2 separate regions of the Mus musculus genome follow, and region 2 is linked to region 1. Evidence: chromatin contacts called from public HiChIP or PLAC-seq data. All regions are on one chromosome and are shown on one strand. The core of a region is the stretch at or near the end of the contact, and the rest is flanking DNA. Distances in the headings are between cores, read along the strand shown.

Region 1 (4,947 bases), core at 367-2,866:
CGCTTTTCAGTTCTCTAGAAATGCCATCCACCAGAAGATACCCGGACCTTATTGAGTTGATACTCTTAGTGTTTGGGGTGGTGAACACAGCTGGGTCCATACTTGTTGGGCCGTTGATGGAATTTGAGCAAAAGTTTGCTCTAATTTGCTTAGCTTCTGATCCAGGAAGTTCAGTGTAAATAGCTGCTACTGGGTTTACATCCAACTTGATGGATGGGGCATCTCCACCTCCAAGCATTTGGGAGCATGGCAATAGTCCCCCCTTGGCCTGCAGTGGGGACTGTCACAGCTTTACATTTCCTATCCTACCAGGCTGGCCTGCCTTCCAGGCTTCCCTGCATTCATATATGAGGTTTGCAAGCAAGGCTCTTCCAGCAGGCTCGCATTCTGAATTGATGGTGTGTTAAGCAGTAACATAGCAGTTTGTTTGTATCTACTGGCAACTGGAACAGCCCTGGTCTGCCAGTCTGGAAGTGGTAGTCAGACTTGTGTGCCATCAGTGCTGACCAGCAGGTGGCAGCAGCTGCATTTTGCCATAGCAGTCCTGGCAGGATAGAAGGTAAATTCCTTGTCTGTCCAGAGATTTGGCAAGACAGCGAATATTCTTTATAGTGTGTGTACGTGCACGCATGCACATGTGTTCATCTTGTATTTTTCCCTCTCAATATCATCAGAGTGGACTCTGTTGTCTGCCTGTATGTGCTCTGGCTTTGCCTTCATAACTACTTTTAAAAGTCTGTCTGTTTTGGTTCAATGATCTGATATTTTTTCCCAGAATAAAGACACTGCTTTGATTTATGTGTGTGTTCTTTATTGGAAAACTTGTTAATACTTCGTAATTGTATATGATTAAGGTTGATGGGAAATGAGCATTTTAAAAATGATCACAGAGAAACCCTTTATGGCAGTGACTTTGGTCATGAATGTAGTTTCTATGACCCCCCATCCCAAAAGGGAATCATTTTACTCTATTTCTTTTTCGTCAACGTTAGTTTACAATTGTTCAGTTGTTTTTCTAAGTTATTTTCACCCATACCTGAAACCTTTTGTTAAAAAGTGTGTGTGTGTGTGTGTGTGTGTGTGTGAGTGAGGTGGGATTGGGGGAGGGGTTCGTGGGGTCAGAGGACAACTCTAGGCGGTTGGTTCTCTCCTTTCACCTTTTCATGGTTTCTGAGGACTGAACTTGGGTTGTAAGCCTTGCCTGGCAAGTGCCTCTAGCCAACGAGTCATCTTGCCAGCTCTCCTCCCCTCTTTGAGATAGGATATCTGTGTAGCCCAGGCTGGCCTTGAACTAAGGTTCCTCCTACCTTTATCTCCCAAGGGCTGGGACAACAGGCAGGAAGTGACTCTTGGCTTATGCAGTCCTGGGGATCTAGTCTGGGCTCCATGAATGCAAGACAATGGAGCTATATCCCCAGGCCTGTAATTTTTTTTTTCCAGTACATAGATTTCTATCTTATACAAAAACCCCTGTGTTCAACTCTTTCTAGCCAAGTGAAGCCTAGCAGGCAGAGTACCTCACCTCTGTTCATGATCTCTCTCAAGACATTCTGCAAGCCCCACGCTGTCACCCCGCTGGCACCAGGTGGTGTAACCAGGTTCAGATGCAGACTGAGTTATAAGCTGAAGGGCGTGGTACCTGGGTCTGTGGAACTCAGAGGATGAACAGAAGAGGCTGGGGAATCAGGCCCAAGCCTAGCTTTCAGGAACAGGCTGACCCAGGGAACTGGCCCTCACTCCTGGCAAAGCCAGCGACCAGTTTTTGAACCCATGATCACATTGCTTCAGCTGAATGCCCTACCAGCCAAATGAGTGCCACACGCTTCCATCCTCCAGGAAGTCCGAGGCTGGGCACAGGTACTTCAGTTACTTCAACAGTCAGAGTTGTCAGTAGAAATCATCCAGTTGGCAATGAGCACCCTACTTTTCGAATATTAGACTCAGCACTGATACATATGTGCAAGAGCATCTGTGAAAAGCAGTGTGCCTGGGACTGGGAGAGGAGTTGTGACAGGGACTGTGCACCATTGTGTATTCATATCTCCATATTCCCAACTAGCCAGCCACATGATGTCTTCTTTATGCCTGTGCCCCTGTTTTGTATAGATGCTCCTTCTAGTAAACTCCCTCGTCAGAGTCTAGCTCATGGGCCACCTGTTCCATCAAGTTTGCCTTGATCTTACTTCTTCTGTATGACTACCACTCCAGGCATGCATTCTGTAATTTATGCCTATTTACCACTTTATTTTATTTGTCATCTTCTAGCAGATGGGACTCTTCCAGGCTAAGGAATAGATTACTCATTGTGGGTTAAAAATAGAGTCTTGAGTCCTACCCAGGGCTCAGCAAGGTAGGTTTGATTGCATGCACCCCCGCTGCGCTGCCAGGTGGGCACTGGGATGTGAGAAACCACAGGACCCTGTCTGGGCCGAACTGAGGCCAGGGACGTCAGGTTCTCAGTCTTGGACACTGCAGACGCTGCTGGATGTCTAGGAAGAGCTGAGAATGGAGCAGGTGGACCCTCGGGCAGGCTCTGGCCTGCGGCTGAAGGGAAAAGGACAGAAGAAGGGAGCTCCAGCTGGGTTCCCATGGGGAGGAGAGTCCTAGACCTGCTAGGTCAGCTTGGCTTGGGTTGGCTGGCAGTGTCCTAGCTGAAGCACGGGGAAGCCTCCTGGGCGGAAGGTTAGACGCATGACTAGTTAGGGGAAGGCCTGTATCCATTGCTCCAGCTGAATGCCCTACCAGCCTGATAAGAAGAGGCAGTCCATGGCTTTAAGATGTTTATAGTAGAAAGGCAGAGAGAGGGAGAAGAGTAGAGAAGTAGAGACTGTAGCTGCAACAGGAGCCAGGGGCCCAGGGCCTAGGGCATGTGGCCAAACCCCTGCTGGAAGTCACCACCTACCGAGTCACTGGGGACCAGGCTGTCTGTGCACAGCTCACCACCCCACACTCATATCATTCAATTTGATTGTTTAAGAAGAATTTCCAAAGCCAGCACAGGTGTAGTTCCTGTCTCCCAGAAGCACAGTCTTCATAGTGGGACAGAAGAGAATCATGATAGCACATATATGTGACAGAGGAATGGATATTCCACTCCAAAAGTGGCCATGACCGTTAAGGTGCAAAAGTGGCCATGACAGTTAAGGCAAGAAGAGGGTTTCTGAGAGTTTGTCTGCATCTTAGCATCTGCAGAGCCTAGGGCAGTGGTGGGATGAAGCTTTAATTCATTGCAACACTGCAAATGAATTGAATGATTTCCTTGTAGTGACTTTTCTCTCTCGGGTTAAAAGCTTTTTATTGATTTGAGAACCCACAGGCACTTTAATGTTATTTTTTTTTTAATGTCACAAGAATGAATCCTGTAGAGCTGTTATGTTTAAGTGTTTTTCCTTTTTAAAGATTTTTAAAAATTTTATTTGTAAGGGTGTCTTGCCTACATGTACATAAGTATACTGTGTGTGCAAAGGGCCCCTGGGTACTAGAAGAGAGTCCTTCTATGGGTGCTAGAAGATAGTGTTGAGTCCTCTAGAACTGGGCTCACAGAAGGTTGTGAGCTGTCATGTGGTGCTGAGAATCAAGCCAAGGTCCTCTGTAAGAGGTCTTAGCAAGTGTTTAAAAGAAACCCCTTGTTTCTTTTCATGTAGGAACTTATTAATTTAATGGAATGATATTAGTTGCATGCCTATGAGTATTAGATATGATGTCATTCCTCTATACCCTGAAGAGTCAGTGAGCTGCACCCTCTATGGAATGGTCAAGATCACTTGTACCTGGGAGATTCAGTCACTGAACAGACCACTAAACAAAGACAAGTCATAGTTGTATGAAACAATGTCACTGAAAGAGGCTGAACAGAATTCAAAGGTCAGGAGATGTTTATTGCCTGAAGAAATGACAAGCTAATCAGAGCCCCAAGGGATAATGGAGAGAAAGCGGGATGGGGGAGGGGGGAGGTACTCCATGGTTTGTTCCACAGCATCCCGCAAAGCACTTTCTCATGAAGTCTTCTGCCTTAGCTCACCGTTGTCTGTGCTCATGTGATTGCCAGTAAGCGAAGGCTTTTATTAGGGGTGAGCAAACCGCGAGCACACAAGCAGCGAGCACATAGAAAAGACACTGGGAAACACAAGCGGGTCTCCGGAAGCAGAAGCCGTAGCTCTCCTCGAAGGCTGGGGGTTTTCAGGGTCTTTGAGAGGCTCTTCCTACTCCCACTTAAGGTTGGTCAATTTGAAGAAAGACAGACAAGGAAGCTGATAGGTACACAAGTTTTGGGCTAAACACACCCTGGTCTGGTCTTGAGTTTGATCAGTTCATAGTCCAGCTTAAGCTCCCAGGTTTTTGTTTCAGGACAGGAAAGTGAGGAAGAAGGCCAACCATCTTAGAGGTTAAACATTTTCATTTTCTAGTTATGGTCTCTATTGCAAGCTATTTCTTAAGGGACAACTCATACAGGTTAGAAAATATATCCTAACCCACATATATTCCTTTTAAGTTCTCCAGACTTCCCCTGACCCCACACATCTCTGTTATAGTTCCGCATCTCCACATTCTGTCGGTTTGGCCTGGCACCAAGGGTGGCACTGTGCAAAGTGAATGGCGAGGCCTTGACTCTGGCCCTCTAGGAAATGTAAACGGCAGGTCTGCCCTGTGCAGAGTGCTTTGGGAATAAAATAAAGCTGCTTAAAAATGTTTGAGTTCGGGGATGGATAATTGATTTGCAATGTGAACGGATTCAGGGTAGGCGAGTTCTCTTAGGAACACACATTTGTGGAGATTAGAGGTCATGGTCAGGGAGACTTCCATCTAGTCTGAGTAGAAGGAAATTTGCTAGTCCTCCTTTGAGCACTCTGGGAATCTTCTGAAACACCTCCCCCCCTCCCCTCCCCTGTCTCTCTCTCTCCATCCATAGACCTGAGAATAATTTGCAGGGCTGCTGAAAAGCAATCT
Region 2 (4,749 bases), core at 912-3,411, 91 kb after region 1:
CGTTGTGCCTGCCCAAACAGACTAGGACAGACACCATATGCTGTTTTTTGAAGGCATTATTGTTCAGATCTATCTATTTTGTAGGAAAGGATAGTCCTATGTTTCAAGTGATACAATTTGTGCTATGTTTTATATGTGGAAGATATATAATAGACTTCTCAATAAATGGATTCTATCTTGCAATAGACTTCAGTGACATTTTAAAACCAAGACAGCAGGAAAACATCCTGAAATCTAGTAGACGGTTCTTATGGAAGGGTGAGATGCTTGTGGACTGGTGAATGCACACAGGTAAAACCAGCAGCCAGCAGGCCGGCAGGCAGCATGGCTGTGAATTATCTACCACTTACCGCACGAACACCGTCATTTCAGCTCTGTCTTCAATGAAGACATCTGACTCTGAAGGCCTGGGTGGATCGGGTTGCTGCTCAGAGGGGATGTACAGGGAAATCGTAATGGTAGACTCACTGAAAGGACTTGAGCCGGGCTCCACGTAGCTTGTCACGGGGGCTGTCAGCTTGATTTTCATCTCTACGTCATGGAAAAAATGAAAGCAATTTTAGCATATTATGGCTGATGTTTCTTGATTTCCTTTACATTACCACTATAAATATGTACCCTTGATATGTCTCATCTTTTTGTTTTTGTTTTTCTTTTATAAAGGGGTAGTGGTAGAATGACACATTACTCTACATTAAACAATTTTCTGTAGTGTTTTCTTGGGTTAATAAATTCTATATTTTTAAACATAAAGAAGAAATCACAGAAAACATGGGCCAATTATTTTTCTCTATATCTCAGAAATTGTGGTCCTAAGGCGAAGAGACTTGCAAAATTACACACACACACACACACAACTTGAGGCTCATGCCCTTGCATTTTCCTGTCCCTTGATATCACTATTAGAGGCATTTGGCACAGGAAAGGACTTCTCCCTAGGTAGAGTCCCATTTCATCTAGGAAAAAAAAAAAAAAATGAGGAAAGTATAGACCTTGACAAGCAGAACCCAGCAACACTCTACTGTAGCTACACTAAAGTTCTTGAAGCCAATCGTGAATAAAAACATTAGAGTTTCAGTCATCTGGTTATTCGTCTATTACAAAACAGAATTCTTCAGGAGACTAAAACTCAGTAATCGCAGCATCTCGGAGGCTACTTTTACCTTTCTCATTTTTGCCTTGAATGTAGCCATTCAATTTTGTGAAACCAGTCTGGATGGCTGAATCCCAGTCCAGGGACTCCACGCAAGTGCTGACCCACTTAGCCGGTCCGTAGTGCCGGATCTCATAACTTCCTGGCTAAAATGGTACAGAGAAAACTTAAGAGAAGTAACTCATGAACTCATGAACAAGCAGCAACTCATGAACGTCAGGAGGTGAGAGTCCCCAATACAGGAGAGCTGCAACCCTCTCCCCCCAAGGTCTAGCCTGAGGTTCCCGTTCTTTAGGACAAGCATGGACTCTCCTGAGGTTTCCCTACGGGTTGGAGAGCAGATACTGCCCTAAGGACAGATTACAAGCTTTTCTTAAATCGAAGCGCTGGGTCTGTGTAGTAGTAACCAGTTTCTCCCTACCCCACCCGCTCCGCGGACAGGAAGTGGATGTATGACTCTCTCCTGGGGTCAGCTAAACAACGCATCTCCTGGTTCGCGCAGATCTAAAATAGTATATATATATATATATATATATATATATATATTTTAACTTAACTCTAGGGGACTCTTCATATCACGGTAAAGTAGCCCAGATGAATCTTTGCGGGCCCTGGAAGACGCCTACCTGGGGGTCTATGTCCTCCGGAGCTTTCCAGCTCGGCATCTCCAAGGCCTGATCCTCTGAGCCCTCGGCCACCCCGAGGTCTGGCTCCGGCTCCTCTGCCATGAGTAAGGGCAGCTTGGGAGGGGCGCGCCCTGTTTGTGTTCACCGGCCACCCTGTTCTGAGTCCCCTCCCCACCGGCGCACGCTCGGCCCTGCAGCCCTTACTGCGGGTCCGTAGGACATTCTCGGTCTGAGCCACAAGGCGGCGTCGCGACCAACCTCAGGCTTGCGCCAGCCCTGGCCACACCCCTCTGCAGGGATAAGGTCAGGATCAGCTAGCTGATCAGACTGATCAGGATCGGCCGGCTGGCCCTGGGTCATCTAGGTCCTCTGCAGAGTCCCTCCCACCTAGCTGATGTTTTGCAGAACTGGATTGTGGGCAGTGGTGGGCGGAGGACTGAGCAGCTCCTAGCTCGGTTTCTGTGGAACCAGTCCGGGCACCCATTCAGGGAGCCTCTCCCTACATTGAAAACGCTGCCAGCGCCTCTGCAAAATCAGCTTCCTCCCCACCCTCACAAAAGAAAATCGCCTGCCCCAAGACTTCGCAGCGGAGCTCCAAGACCTCTAGCAGCTAGCACTCAGGACTCTGACTCCTGCTGCCCTTAGATCCTGGAGTCCAAATTGGGATCCGCAGACTGATTTATACTAGAAGGGCAGCCAGGGCCCACAGTTTTCAGGTTTGCTCAATGTGGAAAGTCAATGGAGACCCAGCATCTTTGGGGAGAGCAATGTGTGTGTGTGTGTGTGTGTGTGTGTGTGTGTGTGTGTGTGTGTGTGTGTGTGTTGTGTCTTGGGCTACTGAAACCATCTGAGTCCTCCAGTCAGCCCTGGAGGACGGGCCAGAGCACACACTAGTGCTCTTTAGATATTTTGGCTAGGCTTCATACTTTTTCCAAAAGATTTATTGAAATAAATTTATATATAATTCATCTCTTTTTTCTTTTAAAATGTTATACCGATATACAATTTATCTTGATCATATCCACCTGCCCCTCTCTCCCCTCAACTCCTGAAACCCCACTCTCCACCCCACCTCCACCCCATCACATCTTCCTTCCAAAATTCTTTGAGTATTTATTTAGCTCACTGGATTCAGCTAGTTCAACTCACATGCACTTAGGCTGGAGTCTATCACTGAGGCACTGAAAACCCATGCTCACACTCCTAAAAAGAAATGAGTCTCTAGGTCCCAGCAACCCGTTACTGATAAAGAATTCTCAGGAGTACTCCAGAGACATCCCTCCCCCATGCTGGAATTTTTTTCAGTTTTATTTTTAATTACATGTATATGTTTTAACATACCTCTACTATTTAATAAACCAGGCATTGTGGTGTACCCCTGTAATCCTAGAACTGTGAGTTTGGAAGCAGGAAACCCAGAAATTCTAAGTGACCCTTGACTACACACAAAAATTGAAGCCACTTGCCCCACCCCCACCCCCTCTTAGCTATATCCGAATGCCTCAAAAACAGAGAATCAGTAATAATAGTAAAGTGAACTACTTAATGGCTTTCAATTATATTTATGGAGTTTTGCAGCAATTACAATGCTAGCCCATCTTTTAATGATCTCCCCCCTCAGCCTTTAGCATGTTCTAAGCCCCTGTGCTAGTTAGTTCTGTTTTGTTTGCTTTTTTTTTTTTTTTTTTTTTTTTTTTGTCAGTTTGGCATAAATCCGGGTCATACGTGAAGAGGAAACTTCAACAGAGAACACACCTGCCTTCAACAGATTGGTTTGTAGGCAAGTCAATGGGGCATTCTCTCTGATGAATGATTAATGTGGACGGGCCCAGCAAACTGTGGGTGGTGCCACCTGGAACAACTGGTTCTGGGAAGTGTAGCTGGGGCTGGGCATGGTGGCATAGATGCTCTTAATGCCAGCACCACACTGGGGAGACGGTTAGCCAGATCTCTGTGAGTTGGAGGCCAGCCTGGTCTTTACAGTGAGTTCCAAGACAGCTAGGGTGGTGTAGAGAGACCCTGTCTTGAAAGAAAAGCAAAAAGAAAGGTAGCTGAAGGTGAGTCTGGGAACAGGCAGCACTCTTCCCTGCGTGGTCTCTGCTTCAGTTCTTGCCCACAGTTTGCTGATATCACTCAGTGATAGACTGTGGTATGGAAATGTAAGCCAAATAAACACTTTCTTCCCCGAGTCACTTTTGGATAGTGTTTTATGGCAGCATCAGAAAGCAAACTGGGGCACACCCAACTCCTAGAGCCATGCTCCAAGAAACTAGTAACTTGAACTTATCTTTGTGGTTTGATTGGAAACCAAAAACAAAATAAAGCAGAGGGGCCTACCCACCCTGCACCTCCCATCCTGCTGATTGACCACGGGTCATCTCTAGAAAATGTCAAAGAGCCAGGATGGTGTAAAAGTGTCCCAGATTTACTGAGTCCACGCCTAGCGCTCAGACACTTCATATAGAAGAACCACACTGTGGGATGCTCTGTGTGACTAACTGCCTTTGCTTAAAGTATCTTCAGGGTTCATGCATGTCATACACATTTTTTAATGGTCAAATAAGGATTTTTATAAGCAGTTTGTTTATCAATGTATGATGATTTGTATTGTTTCAACTTGGACTATTGTCAGCTTTTGTGTAGGGAAGGGTGGAGGAAGGAGGGGGGGGGGAGAGGGAGAGGATACAAATTGTATACAGGTTCTTGTGAACTGCTAAGTTGTTCTTGAACCATTTGATACTCTATTTACCTGCATCCTCTCCAGTTTTCCTGTAAGTATTTTGTGTATATACAACTTGCTTTGTAGATGTGATTTCTATTCTTGGAATTCACTGTTTTACAGTGTTTAATTCAGCGATGTTTAACAAATTCACTCAGTTGTAAACCCAGCACCACTATCAAATCCCAGAATATTCTATCACTGAAAAAAAGAGATCCTATGAAGTTGAACGGTCCCTCTCATCTGTGACC

What was found. HiChIP or PLAC-seq counts read pairs in DNA pulled down with a chosen protein or histone mark.
Region 2: a contact with region 1 is called in an H3K4me3 HiChIP or PLAC-seq map of neural tube, with 2.9 times the contacts expected there. The contact joins the promoter of Hebp2 here to the enhancer-like site in region 1. A contact is called at or near these places in 7 of 39 promoter capture datasets (embryonic stem cells, hippocampal neurons, liver and 3 more), 3 of 15 datasets of contacts at CTCF or cohesin (CD8 T cells, the NIH/3T3 cell line and embryonic stem cells), 51 of 484 Hi-C or Micro-C datasets (the AML12 cell line, CD4 T cells, CD4 single positive thymocytes and 30 more), 15 of 115 datasets of contacts at active chromatin or transcription factors (the HPC-7 cell line, acute myeloid leukemia, bone marrow-derived dendritic cells and 7 more) and 3 of 9 other capture datasets (adipose tissue, liver and pancreatic islet).

Annotation. Positions count from the first base shown.
Region 1 is chr10:18,453,070-18,458,016 of GRCm38.p6, forward strand. All of the region lies in intron 1 of Nhsl1 (NHS-like 1), which reads left to right. Among named protein-coding and RNA genes, the nearest start is that of Nhsl1, 48 kb to the left of the region's middle. Within about 2 kb of position 1,617, at least 28 of the 459 cell types and tissues checked have an H3K27ac peak or open chromatin away from gene starts, as enhancers often do. A contact at or near this core is called in intestinal villus epithelium, neural stem cells, neural tube and 2 more, where this site is marked.
Region 2 is chr10:18,543,915-18,548,663 of GRCm38.p6, forward strand. Hebp2 (heme binding protein 2) reads right to left here and starts at 2,162. Exons shown (of 4, transcript NM_019487.3): 1 at 1,780-2,162; 2 at 1,164-1,299; 3 at 351-531. The coding sequence starts at 1,881.